2 separate regions of the Mus musculus genome follow, and region 1 is linked to region 2. A link is a contact called in public Hi-C data. All regions are on one chromosome and are shown on one strand. The core of a region is the stretch at or near the end of the contact, and the rest is flanking DNA. Distances in the headings are between cores, read along the strand shown. Region 1 has its middle 32 kb from the start of Gm34672. Region 2 overlaps Ntrk2 (neurotrophic tyrosine kinase, receptor, type 2).

What was found. Hi-C and Micro-C count contacts between places; a contact is called where the count stands out from the background.
Region 1: a contact with region 2 is called in a Hi-C map of cerebral cortex, with 4 times the contacts expected there. The contact joins two enhancer-like sites. A contact is called at or near these places in 1 of 484 Hi-C or Micro-C datasets (cerebral cortex) and 2 of 115 datasets of contacts at active chromatin or transcription factors (both in embryonic stem cells).

The regions. Positions count from the first base shown.
Region 1 is chr13:59,283,926-59,291,318 of GRCm38.p6, forward strand. No RefSeq gene overlaps it. Among named protein-coding and RNA genes, the nearest start is that of Gm34672, 32 kb to the left of the region's middle. Within about 2 kb of position 5,401, at least 10 of the 459 cell types and tissues checked have an H3K27ac peak or open chromatin away from gene starts, as enhancers often do. A contact at or near this core is called in cerebral cortex, where this site is marked.
Region 2 is chr13:58,932,586-58,938,952 of GRCm38.p6, forward strand. The region is part of intron 12 of Ntrk2 (neurotrophic tyrosine kinase, receptor, type 2); the gene reads left to right. Among named protein-coding and RNA genes, the nearest start is that of Ntrk2, 130 kb to the left of the region's middle. Within about 2 kb of position 3,561, at least 19 of the 459 cell types and tissues checked have an H3K27ac peak or open chromatin away from gene starts, as enhancers often do. A contact at or near this core is called in cerebral cortex, where this site is marked.

The DNA.
Region 1 (7,393 bases), core at 4,151-6,650, 350 kb after region 2:
CTCGGCAGTTAAAAGCACCTGCTGTTCTTGAAGATGACCAGAATTCTGTTCCCGGTACGCATACTGGACAGCTCATAACCTCTTGTAACTTAAGCTCCAGGGGAATTCAACATGATCTTTTGGCCTCTGTGGGTGCACACGCAAACACACACACACACACACACACACACAATTTTTAAAAATAATTCTTTAAAAAGATTCCACAAAGTATGGCCAGTCTGGCCTCGTGGGTAGCAAAGGAAGACCTGCCCAGAGACAAGGAAGGAGATAACATATGTGCTCCACGCTGAAAGCAGCAGTCCCCTCTGGTCACGTGAGAAGCAATATCCCATCTAGTGTTTCTCAGCCACTGCTAGCTCTTAGCCTCAAATATTTTATCCATCTGAACAGTTCTTGGAGGTGCATAGGCCAGACCAGCATGAGACAATTGCCAGGAGGTTAAGAAAAACCACCATCCTACAGTGCGGCTGGTTACTTAAGGGCCATTTTCAACATCTTTGGTTTAGAGAATATCAGAACTGCAGTCACACATTTACAAAAGGAATTTCTGAAATATCAGTGGGCCAGGAGCTGACTGAACACAGGTCTTTGTGCTTTTGGTTGCATGGAGGAGTTGTCCTCATGCCCCTGAAGAATCATTGCTAGAGTATAAATCAAGATTCAAAGCCCTTCTGGGTCCATGTCACCTGTTGTTGGCCCTACAGGGTTTTAGCTGAATGAGAATTGCCTCCATTGGCTTAGTCACCAAGGAGCGACTATATTCAAAAGGATTAGAAGGATTAGGAAGTGTACTTTACTGGATAGGTGTGGCCTTCCTTGTTAGGGGAACTGTGCCAGTGGGAGTGACTTTGAGCTTTAAAATGCCCACATGAAGTCCAATGTCTGTCTGTCTGTCTGTCTGTTTCACTCAGCTACTTCTCTAAAGCCATGCTTCCCACCATGATGATCTTGGAAGTAGTCACTAAGCCAATGGAGGCAATTCTCATTCAAACCACCACAACACTCAACCACAGAAAATGAAAATTAAAAAAAAAAAAAAACAACTAAGCATAAAATCAAAATTGTTCTGCACTGGGCATCTGATAACACACACACACACACACACAAAATACTTTGTTCATAGAATTAAAGGGCAGAAACCCTCAATTCCTGGGCACTTAACTCTCAGTAAAACCTACTATTCTATTCTGTCACTAGAAATGCCAGTGACCTTACACAGAAGAAGAGCATCAGACAGAACAAGCCAGAAAGGTCCTCCTGTAGGACCAACGACAGGTGACATGGACCCAGAAGGGCTTTGAATCTTGATTTATACTCTAGCAATGATTCTTCAGGGGCATGAGGACAACTCCTCCATGCAACCAAAAGCACAAAGACCTGTGTTCAGTCAGCTCCTGGCCCACTGATATTTCAGAAATTCCTTTTGTAAATGTGTGACTGCAGTTCTGATATTCTCTAAACCAAAGATGTTGAAAATGGCCCTTAAGTAACCAGCCGCACTGTAGGATGGTGGTTTTTCTTAACCTCCTGGCAATTGTCTCATGCTGGTCTGGCCTATGCACCTCCAAGGCCATCTCACAGTCTTTCAGAACAGTAATTTGTTTACTGACATCTCCCATTTTTTTCATGTTCCAGGAATAAGAACGGAGTATTGGGTGTGGGAGGTAAGGCCTTGTCCTGAGAGCCGGGGAGCCATCTGAAGGTCCTGACCTACGAGAAGCATGTCCTGGCCTGTAAACATGTCAGAATAACATTAGCCGTATATTTACAAAGCCTGCCCTGAGTGGGCCCATTATGCCCAGCCTAATGGAATTGCATTCCTCTAAGTGCTTTTTAAGTTGTGTAGACAGCACTGCCAATATCCCTGCAGGGAACTCGGATGCTTGCCGTAAATAGCGAGGCAGGCCTCCCAGGGCGATCCCAGGTTGCCTTGGGATCTACTGAAAGGAGGCTCTGGTCCTGTGCATCCTCGCTCACAATGCTGTCCATCTGATTGAGCCTCTGATACCCAAACTCATTCAGCTTTCCTAAAACTGAGAACAAAATTACACGCCATCCTCCGAGTGACTCTCGTGGACCCCATGCCAAGATCCCTTGTCCCGCCCTGTCCCAGCCCTGCATGTCCTGTCTATTCCTTCAACATCTTACAAAAAGGAACAGAGTTAGAGATGTAAACAAAAATGCCAAACGTTCAAGGCCCAGCAATGTCACTGCACAACGGAGAAAACCCAGCTGTGAGGAATTGGGCAGGCCACCAAGTAACGGTTCACACGGTGAGGCAGAACCAGCAATGGGTGGGATGTAAACCATGCTGGTCTGTTGTATGGGGCTGCACTCCTTCCTCTGGTGCGCAGTAGGCCAACAGAACTCAAGGCTCATTAGGACCATGCTATCCTCACCTAGTTTAAGAGGACTCGGTTGAAGACTCCTACTTTAGGCCGCCATCTTCCACTCCCCTGAGGGAACTCCCACCTCACCTCACTGAAGAAGAACTATCTGAAGACATGACATTCAGCTGGTGTGCTATGGCCCAAATCAGCGACTTACGGAAGCATTCTAACCCATTAAAGATAAAAAATATCATTACCTTCTATTTGTTTTTCCTTAGCTGTTTCAATTTTTGAAAGTCGTTCATTTTGAACATTCTGTTTTGTAACAAGCCAATTATTCAACTGAAATCATCCACTTTCATTAAAACCAGCAGGGCTTCCAAGAAGTGATAATGGACTTAATTTTTCTCCTAAATATAAATTCATGTGTATGCATACATATGTATAGATTCATAATGTGATATTCATGCATAGTATTTACACGTCGTATATATGTGCACACACACACACACGCACACACTGGTCAACAATTTCAAACACAACAGTCTTTTAAGTTTAGGCACAAAAATGTTAATTAATATCCTAGCAGGGTTTAACCTGGAAATATTCCTAGCAAGTTTTTATTGATAGAATAGATTTGTATTTTGCTGAGCATACTCGTGAGTTAAAAATAATAATAATTCTAATTTATACAACTTGAACTTCTATTTAGCTCCTGAATTCTTAGCTATGACTTGTAATAGAGTGTTATAATATCATAAAGCTTCTATAGATGCCAGACAAAAATATGTATTAAAAACATTGGAAGGAGGAAAGATGGATGAGATTAAAAGTAATTAAGGAAAGGTTTCAGAGTTTCTTGAGAATCTCCAAAGTCTAAAGAAAAAATTCACAGCAAGAAACAGCCCAGTATACAATTAAATCAACCATGAGATTTGGTTTCATAATCAGATGTAAACTTAAAGAATAAGCACATGGGCATGCGCACACGCGCGCACACACACACACACACACACACACACACAGAGAGAGAGAGAATAACACACTTCCTCTGTACCTTCTCTCAGATTTATCTTATCTATCTCCTAGCCTATAGAAATATATGCATTCATATACATATGGATATATATCCAATGCTTTTTATTTTCTTTCCTTAAAGTTATACAAAAACACCGTTTCAATGTATTTTTAAAATTCAATAAAAGCCAAATTTCAAACTTTAGATGAACCTGGATCTAGGCCTCAGATCAGTGCTGGCATACACTGTTGCTGAACTTCAGGGGAAAGACAAAGACAGTTTATATCCAACCCACAACAAACCACACGTGTTTCCCTGGTGCCAATCCACAAGACACAACCCACCCCGATGCAACCAGAGAAGCCCTACTTATTAATGAATGCTTTTATCGATGTTTCCTCGTGCGGCAACTCAATCAAAAAGGCAGCATAAAAATAAATTAGCTGAGGATGTGAGGTCTTATTTTACAAATGATAGCACTCAAAAGGTTTAATGTCTGCCACGCAGACTAAGACCGCTGGGGTCTCCCTGCCCTGAGGGAGCAATTTCTGTCCATACAGGAGCTTGCTGATATAGTGAGGTATTTACTAGACCCTTCACGTTCCAACTCAGGATGTAAGACACATATCCACAAACCACACAGCAACGGAATCTACCCCATGGCATGCAGCAAACGCACTTATTTTAAGTAGTTACCATGGGGATCCATCAAGAGCATAACACCTGGTGCATCTACAGAATGCTGTGACCCAACACTATGAGCAGCTACACGAGCCATGTTGCCACACACACACTTTGACAGCTGTATACTGAACACTGCTGTGTCTTTGGCATCTGCCGGGGCCACGAACATCTTTTTGCCCACAGACAAGGGAAACCAGGAGTGTTAATCATGCAGGAGTATCTCCTTAAATGAGGAAGAACCTGTTTTCCACCCAGAACGCTAGGAGTGGATATTGTTAATGACCTGGAGACCTTTTGCTATTTGTAGAGGCAGACTTCACCCAAGCACTCCAGACTTTTCCATCCCAGACGTTCCCTCCCATGGCCTTTAGCTCTCAGGCAATAGAGCATATCTTTAGCAGGGGATGTCACATATAATCCACAGCCTGCTGACCTCTGTGCTGTCCCTGTCAGAGACCCCGCTAGAGTCTAAGCCTTTGAGCTCTAGAATACATCTTCATGTTCACATGTACTTTGTAAAGGGGTTTCTATGTAGCCATGCCTTAAGCTTTATTGTGCACCTGGAATTGGAATGAGTGTTGCCTGGAAACTTTTCCCCCAATTCTATTGTTTAAATATGCCGCCAATAAACTGCCAGGCATCGGACTCTTTAGATGTTTGATTCAGTTTGATGAAGTCAAGTCGAACCGAGTTTTCTTTTCTTTTCTTTTTTTTTTTTATTCCCTCAGTGACTTCTGCAGGGACCCTCTCAGGCATCTCTTTCCAAATGTACCTATTAGATCATACACACTGAGCCCTCAGAGGGTATCTAGGTGCAGATGCCAAAGGACCCTGTGAGACACACTCGATGGTTCTGAATGTTCAATGTCCCTCCCATAACTGGGCACACCTACCTCGGTACTTCCTCACCTAGAACTAAGGATCCAAACTGAGATGTACTAGATTTAAAAAAAAGAAAGCCTGACATTTGCTCTCTCTCTCTCTCTCTCTCTCTCTCTCTCTCTCAACCTCTTTCTGCCACTTCCTCCCACTAGGCAAATTGTTGTTCCTTCCTCTGGGGGTCCACAGAGGTTCCTGCCTCCTCTTCCGAAGATGTACTGAATTGCTAACTCCTTGTATTCATTTCATAAGTTTGCTATGCACCAGTGCTCAGCCCTTTAACACAAGGGCAGTAGGTTTAATAGCGTGAATAGACTCAGAAGACCACAAAAGACCACAGAAGACTAAACTGGGCAAAAGAACAGAGTCCCAAAGGAAGACTACACGCACACGCACATCTTTGATGCCACGGATGTGGGGTGAGTGGTTAACCAGTCTGGAAGATGTGGGCTCAGTGTCTCCCCAGAACAGGCTGCCAACCTAGAACACCAGTGCCCTCCCATGGACAAGCTGCAAAGACCGGTAAAGCACAGCCCTCAGCCCTGAGGCTCATCACCCCACCCTGAAGTGAGGATGTCACGGTGTCTTCCCCACCTGCAGAAAGATCTGCTCCTGCTTCGCTCTTCACTCCTGACACCGCGGAGGACCGCTTCTTCCAGCTGCTTCCAGCCCGGTCAAGCATAAATCTCAGTACAACTCGAGTCATGAACGGAAGTATCATTTACCGATTAGTAAGACTCATTTCCTGGGGCTGAGGAGACGGCTCTCGGTGGGAAAGTGTTTGCTTAACAAAAGCATGAGGACCAGAGTTCAAATCTCCCCACACCCTTAAAGCCAAGTGTTAACAGCACTTGCCTGTCACCTCAAGGTGCCAGACTAAACTCAATGTCAAGATTTGGGTTCAGTGCGGAAACCCTGTCTCAAAAACTAAGGTGGAGAGCTATAGAGTACGCTGCATGAGACCAGCCTCACAATACTGGGCATGGTTCAGAGCAGTGTGTTGGGGAGAGGGGTGTAAGCCTGAAAGACAAACTTAAGTTACTAGACTCATGCACATTATGTTAACTAATGCTCTGGATAACTCTGAATACATGGGTGACAGTGTGTTCTGATATGTTACATTCAAAAGATCGGCTCCTTCACTCTGCTTGTAGCGCAATGGCTACAGCAGAGGGAAGCCTTCATTAAGGGGCTCCCTGTCTCCTAGTGCCTGTCACACAGGGGCACGAATTTGAGAGACTGGGAGCCAGGCTGCCTTTCCAGACCTTGAGATCAATCTGATTGTTAAGCCACTTTCTTTGCGTTCTGACAATCTAAGGTAAGTCTTGATCCTTAATGAACAAAAGAGGAAGCATTCAAGAACCCTCGTGTTTCTCTTTACCTGTGAAAGGCTCGTCTTCATGGTGTAAGTACAAACAGCGTCACTCCTTGCATCCAAGCTTAGCTTAGTTCCCAGCCCTGGTACAGCACAGAAACCCATCCCAGCAATACAGCAGCTAACATCTTTCCTATGATCTTTTAAAGCAGGACCAAGGGAAGCCAGTGCAGCCCAGAAATGAAGTAGGTGAAGTTGTGGTGGTCAAAGCCGGCCATGCTAGTCACACGTCATTGTTAACACTGTCTTTGGTGTCTTCACTCTTACAGGGCCTGGTAGAAGAAGCCCCTAGTGGAGGCCAGAATGTTTAACTTCAGGATTAGAGAGGCCCTGGGAGAAAGCCCCTCCACACAGCTTGGAGGGTGAGCTTTATGTCCTATGAAGACTAACACCAAGAGAATTCTGTGAACTGCCGATTCTCATCCATGTGCTCTCTGTTCCACACAGAGCACACACTTGGAATGGTCCCCATAGGGAAAACAGACCAGTTAGGAGCTGAAAAGTAGCCAGGTTCCTGTTGAAGATCTGTAATCCCAGTTGTTTAGAAGGCTGAGGCAGAAGGATCCTAAGTTCAAGGCTGGCCTAGGCAGATCAGTAAAACCCACTCTCAAAGAAAGAAGTAAAGGCGGGGCCGGGCCAGGCATTGTCACAGCCAACTGTTTTTGATGCTTGATAGCAAGAGAGAAAGAAAGAAAGAAAGAAAGAAAGAAAGAAAGAAAGAAAGAAAGAAAGAAAGAAAGAGAGAAAGAAAGAGAGAAAGAGAGATAGAGAAGTAGGAAGGAAGGAAAGAAAGAAAGAGAGAGAGAGAGAAAGAAAAAGGAAGAGAGAGAAAGGAAGAGAGAAAGAGAGAGTAAGGAAGAGAGAGAGAAAGGAAGAGAGAGAAAGGAAGAGAGAAAGGAAGAAAGATGGGAGGGAGGGAGAGAGGGAGGGGGAGGGGGACTGGGAGAGAGAGAAAGAGAGAGGTGGATACAGAAATGAAGAGAGAAAAGGAAAAAGAAGGAGGTGAGGAAGGATCGCCAGGTATGGCGGGAAATCTACCTTACAAACCAGTTGCGTGCTGAAAGCTCAGAGGTGTGCATCTTTTCCTTGAAGGTCTTATTCTGCATG
Region 2 (6,367 bases), core at 2,311-4,810:
TATCTATCTATCTATCTATCTATCTATCATCTATCTACCTATCATCGATCTACTTATCTATCATCTATCTATCTACCTATCATCGATTTACTTATCTATCATCTATCTATCTATCTATCTATCTATCTATCTATTTATCTATCTATCTATCTATCTGTCATCTATCTAAAGTCATAGCTAGGTCTAAGTGCACACTAAAAGTCTAATCCACACATAACACCTATTTCAGCAACATCTTCTGTTCTCTAACCTTTGCTAACTTCTGTGATTTCCACCTACAACCCTGCGACTGATAGACTTAAAGGCACATTGGTGGTGTCATTAGTAGGTTCTTTGTTTTGCTGGCAGCAAAGACCCAAACTCTTCGCTAACGATTGCTTTCAAAGTCCACCCGGCAGGTAGAACGGAGCAGCACCAGGGACTGTGTGGCCAGGAGTATGGACCTGAATTAACCACAGCCTGAGAATAAATAATGGTAGGGTATATGCATATAGGGAATTAAAATCTTGTCCCTTTCCATTGCCCTCTGCTAACCACCTGCCCTTTAGAGGTTTGCCTAGCGAGAGCACCTCAGATCTCATGCTGTTTGAATTACAGAGCTGCAGTTCTCTAGTGTGAATAGGCCTGCAAGCTGAGCTGCTGGCCTGCTGTGAGCGGGAGAGCATGTCTAAGGACAGTCCCTGGAGCATGCTGCCCTACTGCTGCGTCCTGACCCAGCAGCAGAGAGGTGGCCAGCTGCTAATGAATGTGGGCTCCTTGCTGAAAGAACAGTCTCCCAGCTACCAATTCCTGTAGCCCCCAACCACTCCCCACCTGACCCGTCCCTGTACCCCTCTCATTCACTTTGTCATGGCAGTGGCCTTTGTGGGATCCATCCCATCTGCACCAGGCAGCAACTTTGTCTGTCCCTCCATTCTCACTTGAGGTCCCCTTCAGAGCCAGGCTGGGATATTTCATTTAAAAACCACACTCAGCTCTATTATACACTCACACACAGAGCATAGCTTGAGAGGAAACTTATTAACATTCCTTTTTTAAAAGGTAGTTTATCTTTAAGGATTTTTAGGTTTTTCTCTTAACAATCCCAGCATGTTTGGGAACTATTTTGAATCCTCTGTAAGCATGTCCATCAATCTTAATAAACCAGAACCCGTTTAGGCCCCACTTGACATCAGGGGAATACTGTAGTATTTTATACTGAGCCACTACAGTATGGCTCAATTCCGGTCTTTTTGTGAGTCCGTGGATTAGAGTGTTTGCACTGGCCAACCACATTGTGCCTGAGAGGGCCAGTCACTTCCACAGACCTCTCAGAGGCTTTGTCTCCAGGTGCACAGTGGGTCTCAGCACAGAAGGCTCCGTGTCCTGAACACCCCCACTGCCCAGCACTGCCCCCACTGCAGCTAAGTGACAGCTCCTGTCACCACTGAGATCTCTGTCTTTCCCAAAGGTGTTGACTTACCCAGAGGCCAGCTAATAGCAGAAATCTTGACCCCCGAAAGGAGAGTGAAATTCAAACAGGCAGGCAGGCCAGGGTCTCAGTGTGACCAACACTCTTAAATATCGGCCATTTGGCACCCAAAAAAACCAACAAAACAAAACAAAAAACTTAAGCTTTGATGTTATTCCATAAGAGGATGATGGATTGTTTAAAGATTATTTTATAAGGTTCCTCAGATCAGAAAGAAAAAAAGGGGGGGGGGAATAATTTCAGTTAACAGCTAGGAGAAATGTAGGGTAATTTTTTTTTTGTTCTGAGATGTAAAGAAGTGGACAGATAAGGAGATTTAATATCAAACGTTACTTGGCATCTTCCAGGGGACAAGGAGAGCAGCGGCTATTAGAAAATTGATTCTTATGGTTCCTGTGTTCTTTGTCTTTTCTTCTTTATAACCCCCAAGGACCGCCATCAGCAACACAGTATTCCTTTCCTATACTCTTCCTTTTATCCCTGGCTTTCTTTGGTCCCCCAGAAGAAATCTGCTCTCTGAGGATTCACAATGGTGTGTATTTTATTTTTACAGTGCCAGGAAGAGAGAAGGGACATTTTTATTTTTCTGGAGTTAGGTCTGTGCTCTCTGACAGGAACTGGCATTACAGTGCCAGGCAAGTCTCCACACTCACAGTGGTCTAGGTGAGCCAGTACCTGCCTAAAACCCAGGGGCAACTGTCAGGATGCCAACCATGTCCCGGGGGAGCAAGGACCCAAGCTTCCAAATCTTATTCTCTAAAGAAGATGTGAAACCTGGATTTTTATATGAAACCTACCTATTTTTAAAAAGTTGGCACAGTTATTTTTAAAACATTATGTAGGCCAACAAAGCCTGCCTGTGGGCCGCCAGTCTGTTCCTTCTGTCTTAGAGAGAGTCATTGTTCCCCACTGTATCTGTCTGTCTTTCCCTGCAAACTCTCTTTCTTCATGACTGCCACTGACAGGTGCATTAAGCAAGTTCTGACAGGAACTTCACCCGTCCAAAGGTGCACAGCTGTCTGTTACCCTGTGACTCCCTCCTAGCTGGGACCCCAGGCCCTGTCACCTTGCTGGGTTGTCCCTACAGTCCTGTCTTCTCAACATTCTCCAAGTGCAGAGCCATCCTGGTCCTAGTCAGCACTCTCCTCCGCTTTATCTGACACAAATCCCTTCTCTCCAGGTGCCATGTCTTCTAGACTCTCAAGAGAGCAGAATGAGATGAGATGAGTCCCGCTCCCCCATCTCCATGCTGGCCTCAGTGGACTGATGGCCCTACTTAGCTACAAAACATCACCTCAAAGAGATAGGGTTCCATAGCTTGTTGACCTGCCATGGTTGGGTCTCTGGGGCGTGGTTGGGTCGCTCAGGCAGCTGAGATGGAGTAACAAAGAGCTTCTGACACCACAGCAGCCAACATAGAAACTGTCCTAAGACTGAAGAGGGCTGTCTCCCAGTAGGAGACATGAACCCCAGTACATATTAGAGAGAATCAGCTCAGCAGTCCCCCCTCCCACCCCTCCAGTCTCAGGCCTCCCCACAGCCAAGAAAACCAGCGCATTCTGCCTTCATCTTGGCCCTCTACTCTTCGGGACCCTGAACCAAGCTCACAATAGCTAGGGGTCTTGAAGCCTGAGCAGGCTTACACAGGGGTTTGCAGAGTAAGTGACTGAGAGAGTGTGCGACTGAATGCAGTTTCAGGGGCATGCTGAGAGAACAAGCAGGGGGCACTTCCTTGCTTCTGCTCCCCCCCACCCTCTACCCCCATCTTTCTAAACTGACCCCATGATAGACAGAGAATGTTGTCTGGTTTTGTTGGCAGCTCTGCCTAATTATAACACACTGAACTCTCCACCACCCCTTCTTGCAAACTAGACTCTCAAGCCTGTGCTGACTTCTGCCTGTGAGGGGGTGAAACACACCTCCACCTGCTTTGATACATGCTGTCTAGAGTCCCTCCCTTTGCTTCCATCTCATTCTTTCACACTCTAATTGAAACTCACTTCATCTTGTTTGGTCTAGACTAGAGATTCACGGGGAGGGCTCCGCTGAAGGGGGACGATTCCATACAACAGGGAGCTCAGGAGGTGGCTGCCTCCAGCTGTGTGGGCTGTGCCAGGCTCTCTGCTTTATGATGACAGAGCTCCCGGGATCCTGTAGCTCAGCAGACCTGACTCCAAGGAACCTGGTACAGAAGTTGCCATTAAGAACATTCTGCTCCTTTTGCATACCTCAATACTTAGCAATCTGTCAAGTTTACCTAAGGGCACCTGGGACAGCTGAGGGCTCTCCTGAATTTAAATTGCTTTCGGGTGAGTGCTGCCAGGCTTAAATTAGGTTGACAGAATTCCCGGCCCAGAAAGTTTGATAGCAGTTTTCACTTGAGAGGCGGCTTCCCAGTGTGGATAACTATTTCCTTGTCCTGGTCTCGGGGACAGAGGGACCTCCCAAGCTACTCGAGCATGACATAAATCATTCACTCTGCATTTAGTCTGGACTCACACTTCAGGGTAGCCAGTGATAGTGAAGCAACTCCCAAACCCACACTACACCCCATTGTCTGTGTTCTGAGTCTTAGTGTTCTTGGGAGGGAGAAAAACGTATAAGAAGCAAGGAAAAGAACCGGAATTTTTCTCACCAGCTTAATTTTAGCCGATGCATATATGAACTCACAAACAAATAAGAAGTAGCAAGACATTCTCAAGAAAGATGTGTCCCTGGGCTTCATCCCTATTGGGTCCAAACCCATTTGCTGGAATCCAGAGGCAGCTCGTGACTCACTTTTGTGCCTTTTTTCCCCTATAATATTCTGGGTTTTCAAGTCTCTTTTTTCACATTTCCTGTAAACAATGCATCTCTTTTTTTAAAAAAGATTTTACTTTTAAGTACTGTTTTAACAGTGTGGCTAGACTATAAATGTACTTGCTGAATTCATCCATTTCTTTAACAAGCCAATAAAGTTTTATGATTCATCTCCATGTGTCCTGTGTTCTCTGTAGATCACACCCCCTCTCCTACCCCCCCACGCATATGGCCCCTGTGTCATCGGTGGTCTGGGGGGCTGAGACATGTCAATAAGGAATTTTGGGGAGTCCTACCTACTGCGGGCGCTAGAACAAATCATGGCTTGGGGACAGCTTTGAGAGTTTCCATCAGTAAGAATCACACACACAAGAGGTATGGTTTATGATTCTTACATGAGAACTACTTCCATTAGTTAAAAGGTATTTGGTACAGAGTATATACCAGGAAGCTTTGTGGGTTTTTTTTTTTTTTGTTTGTTTGTTTGTTTTTTGTTTTGTTTTGGTTTTTTACCAACTAAACTTTTATATTCTTTACAAAATACTTTTGATGTTTTACCCCAGCAAGAGGGCACACAATGTCCTGTCAGTTCATTCACTAAGCAACTAAGCAACTCATGTCAGAGACAGAGAGCAGCTTTTATGGTCCAGGATAGAGATCTCAAGGACAGCAGTACCTGGAGAGACATGACCAGTTATGGCGGCAGACTGCTCATATGTCACGTCCCCTTAGTCTCCATTACAGGCTCTTCAGACTTTCCTTCCGCATGTCCCACTTTGGCTACAGGCCAAAAAATAAGATTTAAACAACTGCATCTTGGATTTATTTGAGCCCATGACCACCTTCTGGGCACCCTGAAGGGGTTATTGTTACTGCATGAGTGGTGGTTAACTTGGGGTAAATTCACCTTACAATCAAAAGGGAGTCTACCCAGGACTTAAAGGATGCTGATGGTAGTTAAGGGGTATTGATTTTGCAAATATGTGCCAAACGGTCTTCCACAGGCTACCCAGGGCTCCTCACAGCTCTACAGAGCTTACCCAACAGTACAGTTTCCGTAGTTTAACGTGCTCACCCCTTCTGGCCCTGGCCATCGAGCAGAGATTATTCTTGACCACGGTGAATTGTCAGGTTAACCAGTCACTGAGAAGGCGTCTGCTCCCAGTCTCAGGAAGCCCTTGCAGATCTCGGCACATGAGTGTGGGGCCTGGTGGTAACACCAGCACCTGATTTTCACCTTTTACCTTATGAGGCAGGTTGGGTCAGGAGGTTTCGGTGCGAAGCATGAGAACCCAGACCGTGTTTGCAACTGGCCATGGCAGATTTGTACTTTTGACCGATGTCATCGAGTGCCTTTGCTCATGTCCCCTGATTTCCAGCCCTCCGCATCCCCCTGGGGTTGTTTCACTATCTAATGAGTGATTCTTTTAAAAAAAAAAGATTTATTTATTATTTGTAAGTACACTGTAGCTGTCTTCAGACACACCAGAAGAGGGCATCAGATCTCATTACAGATGGCTGTGAGCCACCATGTGGTTGCTGGGATTTGAACTCAGGACCTCCGGAAGAGCAGTTAGTGTGTTCTTAACCGCTGAGCCATCTTGCCAGCCTAATGAGGGATCCTAAGAGAGATTAGCACAGCAGGGCTGGGGCGTGGCAGGACGGGTTGGTAGAGGACATATCATATCCAGCTACCTCCATGCACAGAATCTAGACAGCAGAACAAAGTGTCACAAAGGCCTGACTTGGCTTTGGCCTCTGCAGCACAAAGACACAGAGCAGCCTCCACACATGGAGTCCTCTCTGCACCCCCTTCTGGCAGCCCAGGACTGGGAGAGACTGCCAAGGGCATATGCTAATTTTCCAGTCATTTGGTCAAGTCCATCTCACATGCCACAAGATCTCAGAGCCTGTGTTTACTGAATTAAAATCTCTGCCCAACCACAGACTAACGAGCAGTAAGCTTTCCCCCTTCCTTCTGATAGTTTTATTACGTTTCCAAGGAGGGACGGAGAAACAACTCCTATGTTTATTTTCCACCCTTTTATCTCTTTTTAATAATCCCCATCAAACTGTAATCAGTTCTGAAGCACTGTT